Regions from separate parts of the Oryctolagus cuniculus genome. Here region 2 is linked to region 1. Evidence: chromatin contacts called from public Micro-C data. All regions are on one chromosome and are shown on one strand. The core of a region is the stretch at or near the end of the contact, and the rest is flanking DNA. Distances in the headings are between cores, read along the strand shown. Region 1 has its middle 43 kb from the start of SMCHD1. Region 2 holds the start of SMCHD1 (structural maintenance of chromosomes flexible hinge domain containing 1).

What was found. Hi-C and Micro-C count contacts between places; a contact is called where the count stands out from the background.
Region 2: a Micro-C map of ear pinna shows a contact between it and region 1, with 7 times the contacts expected there. The contact joins the promoter of SMCHD1 here to the enhancer-like site in region 1. A contact is called at or near these places in 2 of 6 Hi-C or Micro-C datasets (ear pinna and an unstated tissue).

What each region holds. Positions count from the first base shown.
Region 1 is chr10:59,532,993-59,535,736 of mOryCun1.1, reverse strand. No RefSeq gene overlaps it. Among named protein-coding and RNA genes, the nearest start is that of SMCHD1, 43 kb to the left of the region's middle. Within about 2 kb of position 1,311, at least 6 of the 8 cell types and tissues checked have an H3K27ac peak or open chromatin away from gene starts, as enhancers often do.
Region 2 is chr10:59,576,456-59,579,199 of mOryCun1.1, reverse strand. SMCHD1 (structural maintenance of chromosomes flexible hinge domain containing 1) reads right to left here and starts at 1,400. Exons shown (of 48, transcript XM_051851361.2): 1 at 809-1,400. The coding sequence starts at 994.

The DNA.
Region 1 (2,744 bases), core at 62-2,561:
TCCCTCTCTCCTCTCTCTTTCTGGCTCTCTTCTCTCTGTGTAGCTCTGATTTTCAAATAAATAAAATCTTTTTCAAAAGATCTTCACAACTCAGACACCAGATTATGGACATCTGAGAACACTCTTGGATCACGTTGTGGACAGTAAGATAATGCAGTCAAGGAAACGGGCGGGTGTATGAAGGTAGGCATTCCCCAGCTTTGAAGATGATAAAGCACCCTCACATTCAGAACACTGTCGCTTAATAAGTCAATATATGAGTCTTCAAATTTAAAGTTTGGCCACTAGGAAAGATTGAACAGAAACTCACTCCCTTCTTCCCAACCAAGGCTGTTCTAATCACCCTCTCTTCTCCCCACAAAAACAAGGGAGTAGGGGTTGAAACCTTTATATTTGAAGGTTCCAGCTCCTAGAACGTCGCTGCTGTTTGCTCAAAGTTGCAGGTGCATGGCTCTCCCATTTTATTTCCATACATACACGCGTGCACGCCCACGCGCTCGCTCTCAAGTAAGGCACTTTTTGTATTCGCTGATAAATTTTGAGGGTATGAACTAGGTGTGTATAGGGTTTCAGGGGCGCTTCATACATCAGGGTCCCCTGGGTCCCTCTCTCCAAAAGCCTGCAATCAGATCTCCCCAGACATTGCTGACGGGCTGCATACTGACGCGGGGTAGAGAAAAAGTCCTCGTAACTGACGTGTGCGAGGGAAGGCAGCGAGTCAGACGGTCGCAGGTGGCGGGGAAGAAAGCCGCAGGCGCGGTCCACAGGACCCAGCTTCATTTCTGTGAGGATCAGGGCAGCCGTCGGAACCGGCGCGAGTCCCGAGCGGCTCTCCCAACACCTGCTTTTCCATCTTCGGGGGACAGCGCCTTCACTGCCGGATGGCAGCTTAGAACTTGATCATCCTTGTGATTACTATTGGTGAGTTACGTGGGACAATCCAAGTCCACAGAAGTTCCTCTTTTAAAATTTCCTCCATGCGTCTGAAATTCTTTCTTTGCCAAAATGCGCCGGTGGTCGCAGAGGCTAACAGAGGCGATTGTCCGAAAAGCTGGTCTCCTGCTCCTCCTGGGTAATCACCCACCCCTAGGGCAGGGCACATCGGCAGATTCTCCAGGGAAAGGCTGGCGGCGAGAACCGCCCCCCACCCCCATCCCTACCCCCGCGCGCGGGTGCTGGAGGGAGGTGCAGGCGGTTCCAGCAGACCGCCCGGGGCTTGCGGCGCGTGAAGCGGAGCGGCGCTAGGACCGCGGGGGAGGCGGTGCGACGCGGAGGCTGGAGGTGTGCGTGCAGCGGGGCGGAGCAGCGCTCTGCACCCGCCTCCCCGGCTCGCGCAGTCGCGTCGCACAGCTGTGGCGCGCGGGCCGTTTCCCGTTCCGTGCCTCCCCCGCCCCCAGCGGCCGGCGCGGGCGTCACTCCGCCCCGCACCCCAGGGACCCCAGCTGTGTCCCTGCCCGCACCTCAGCTCGTGCCCCGCCGCCTTCTTTCCATTCCCATCTTAAAATCAAATTCTTTGGGCTTTTTATTTTTTCTGTTGAGGTGTTTTTTTTATATACACTATAAATTAATCCTGTTTCAGATTAATAGTTCGCAAAAATTGCCTCCCATTCCGGAGATCTGCCCTGTTGATCGTTTGCTATGCAGAAGCTTTTGAGCTTGATGTGATATTGTCTCTTTTTTGCATTTGTTATCTATGCTTTTGGGCTCACACCCAAAAAACTATTTTGCCCAGACCAATGTCCTGAAGCATATTCCTATATTTTCTTCCAGTAGTTTCGTTGTTCCAGATTTTACATTTAAGTCTTTGATCCATCTTTAGCTGATTTGGGAATATGAAGAGATGAAGGGATAGTTTCTTTCTTTTGCGTATGGGAGACCCAGTTTTCTCAGTGCCCCAACTTTCCCTTCTCTCTTGTGTGGTATCGCTACCTATGTCAAAAAAATAAGTTGGCTCTAAATAAACGGATTTATCTCCGGTTTCTTTATTCTGTTCCACTGGTCCATGTGCCTTTTTTTTTTTTTTTTAAAGCCAATCCTGTGTTGTTTCGTTTATCACTTTGTAACATGTTTTGATGTGAAGTATTGTAATGCCTCCAATTTTGTTCTTTCAACCAGGATTGCAAATTTAGGAGTTCGTTCTGGTTTTATGAAGAGTGCCATCAGCATTTTGATGAACATTGTATTGAATCTGTGAAGCACATTGAGTGGCATTGTTGCACCTGAGCAAGCGCAGAGGCGCACCACACACTGATGAAATCTGATGGTCCTTTATTGCCGGCGGTGGAGAGTGGGCTCGTGCCCTAAAGAAGTTCGATCCCGAAGCCCAAAGCAACAGTGTTATAAAGGCAAAAACCACAAAATCGGGAGGGTAATACAAGGTTGCAAGGATCAGGGAGAATACATGGTTTCTGGGGTCGAGCTGACCTAAAGCCGATGGGAAACTAATATCATTTATAATCTTAACAATAGCAGTTACAATCTTAACAATTGCAATTACAATCTTGACATTAATCCAGGTATTGGCCTAAATCATATGTGGGACATAGACAAATTACAATCTTCTCATTAACTCAGGTGTAGCCTATTTGTTTTTAAGCTTGAGTGATCATGCTAGGGGGTTTCTATGCTTTGCCAAGGGTGATGTAGGGGACTGCTATTATCTGAGTGCTTAGGATCATAGTTTCAGGTGGTGGGGTTGCTTTCTCAAGATGGAGTCTCACGTGCTCCAAAATGGAGTCCTTCCT
Region 2 (2,744 bases), core at 151-2,650, 43 kb before region 1:
GTTTATAGCTTCAAAATTATCTCACGTGGTTAATTCGGGGCATGATCATATTGCTTCTTCAAAGACCTTCCAGACAATACACCCCCAATCCATAAGGCACCTCACAGTTCAAAGCAGGTTCTCCTACATAGTCATTCATTTTTAAAGCACCCCAAGACAAGGAGTAGACGCGTTCCCGGGCGCTCCCTGCTACCCACGGCCCCCCTTAGAGGTAATGCAGGACCAGGACTCAGAAAACCAGAAGGGCAGCTCCACCTCCGACGCGAGCTGGACCAGCGTTTCCGCGCGCAAGGACCCCGCGGGCCCCACACACCGTCTTCGACAACCCGGGAGAGGCGCCTGCACCCTCTCAGGAACCCGAGGTAAAAATCAACTCCAGGAATTTCACATTGTCTGCCCTTCGCAACACCCACAACAGAGTCACCGGGGGAAAACTCTGCTCTTCACTTACAGGATTAAAAACTTACCAAAGGAACACAAGACACCGTGAAGAACGAACCGAACGACCCCGATCACGCTTAGCCCTCCAGGGGCCAACGGGCCCCGAGGGCTCCAAGCCTGCGTCGCCAGAGTTAGGGAGGAAGGGCCGGAGGCCCGCAGAGACGCCGGCTCCGCACTCGGAGGCCCGAGCCAGGGCCGAACGACGGCTTCCAGGCGCCGGGTCACAGGCATGGCGGGGCCCCCGAGAGCGAGAAGTCAAGGCCGCAGGGTTGCGGCCGGGTGACAGGTTTATTGCCCTCGGTGAGCAACTTGGGTTTCTCGGCACACTCCCACCCCAACTCCACCCGCGCATCCCTCCTTCCCGTACCTGACACACCGACGCGCGGAAGCCCGCGTAGTCCGAGTGCTCCGCGATCTGCAGCGCCCGGTCTCCGAGCTCGGACTCTTTCTCGCGTCGGTCAAACAAGTACACCGTCCTGTGGCCGTCGCCTCCGCCGTCCTCCCCAGTCCCCAGCGAGGGCCCGCCAGACCCGCCATCACCCGCCGCTGCCATATTGGGGGAAAAGGAGAAAGGACGGCGGCTTCGGCGTTGGCCGCCGCCCCGCTCAGGACTGGCTGAGGTGCAGGCTCCGCGCGGCGCGCCTTCAGCTGCAGCCCCAGGGGCGGCTCGAGGCCTCGGCCCGGCGCGTTGCAGCCCCTACTCGTCGGCTGAACCGCGGCAGGCGAGAGGATCACCCGGGAACCGATTCAAACGCGCTGCGGCCCCGAACAACACGTCACTTCCGCAGCCCGCCGCTCCGGGGGAGAAAGGGACGCGCGGCGCGCTCCTAAGGGCTCGCGCCGTGCGCCCGCCGCCACCCACACGGGCCCCACAGAGAGACCCGCCACCAGGGCCGCCGTCGAGACTGTGGCGCAGGAGGAAAGAAGGGCGGCGGGAAGGGGGAGGGGCGAATCCAGCAGGCCGCGCGGGCGGGGCGGGGCTTCGCCGCTCACGCCGGGTCCGCCCCTTTTGCCCTGGAGAAGGTGGAGGGAGGCGCGGGTTCGGGGCGAGTAAGAGCCAAGGCGGGAAAGCCAGCCGCTGTAGCATCTGGGGGTGTCTCCTGAGGTGCTGTTTTCTCTTGGCGGAGAGGGTCTTGGTGCCTTCCCGCCTCGCCGTGACCCGGACGGAACTCGGGGCTGCGGCCCGGGCAGCTGGGTGGTGTGGACGCCCCGGCGGGAAGCGTCAGGCCCGCCGGCCTCGCGGGGTGCAACTTGCCCCGAGGCGTGCACGTGGGGCCCCGCGCGGAGAAAACAAGACGAGAGACTCGGCGCCGCTTTTTCCCGGCCTCGTGTCTTAGTACTTCTGGGTGGGCTCCAGTTCTGGGAGCCACAGGAACAAAAGTGGACCAAAGTCTGTCAGTCGGAGGGCACAAAGGGTGTCCTGGGGCGGGATTGTCTCCCGCAGCCCCTAGCCCTGCTCCCTGGGCTGTTATAAATGAGAGTAACATCCACGCCTTGTTAGGGCTCAAGTGGATGTTTGTGAAATACTTTACTGAGTACACTTTCAGCAAGAGCCATTATTACGGGGGAGTGTCCCAACAGCAAATGTTGTTGTTGGAAGGCTAGATTTCCTCAACAATTCTTAAAAACATTTAGTAAGTGTTTGGTACTTGAGAGTAGCATGGCAATCTGTGATGTCCAAAGTAGCAGATTTGGGGATTTTCCAAGTCCCCAAAAGTTTGGATAATATTTCATGTATTTTCTCCTTTACAGGGTTTGTCAACCCTTCTGTGGTTAATTTTCCAGTGGCCAGATTCATTAAACTAGCGTCTTAGAAACCTACATTTGCTTGTCCTCAGTGTTCCAGGATCTTAGGGGTGGGGGATAGGGGTGTATAATTGGCTAGACATACAAGATATTGCAGGTAGAAAACACAATTGGAACAAAAGTGTGAAGGCGGTGTGTTTGGAGAACATAAATTGTGTGGCTGAAAGTGGGGAGAAATTGGAGCGGTAGATGATGGGAGGTAAAATTATGAGGAAGTGGTGGCCAAATGCCATTCGTGTTTCTGAAAGTGCCTTAGGGGAAGAGGGGAGACTAAAAATCTCAACTTATGTTTTACCTTTCAAATTCATGTGAATGTTTCTATTCTTTTATGCACTGGTGTTTGATTTAAATGACACAAGAAAAGCAAATTGTTTTTCTAATGTCCAATGGGTTGGATAAATTGCCATTCTACTTCAGCAAGTTGGGACTCCAGCCAGAGGTTCATCATCAGTTTCTGGTCTCTCTGTAGTGACAAATTGTACAATCACGGAGATACA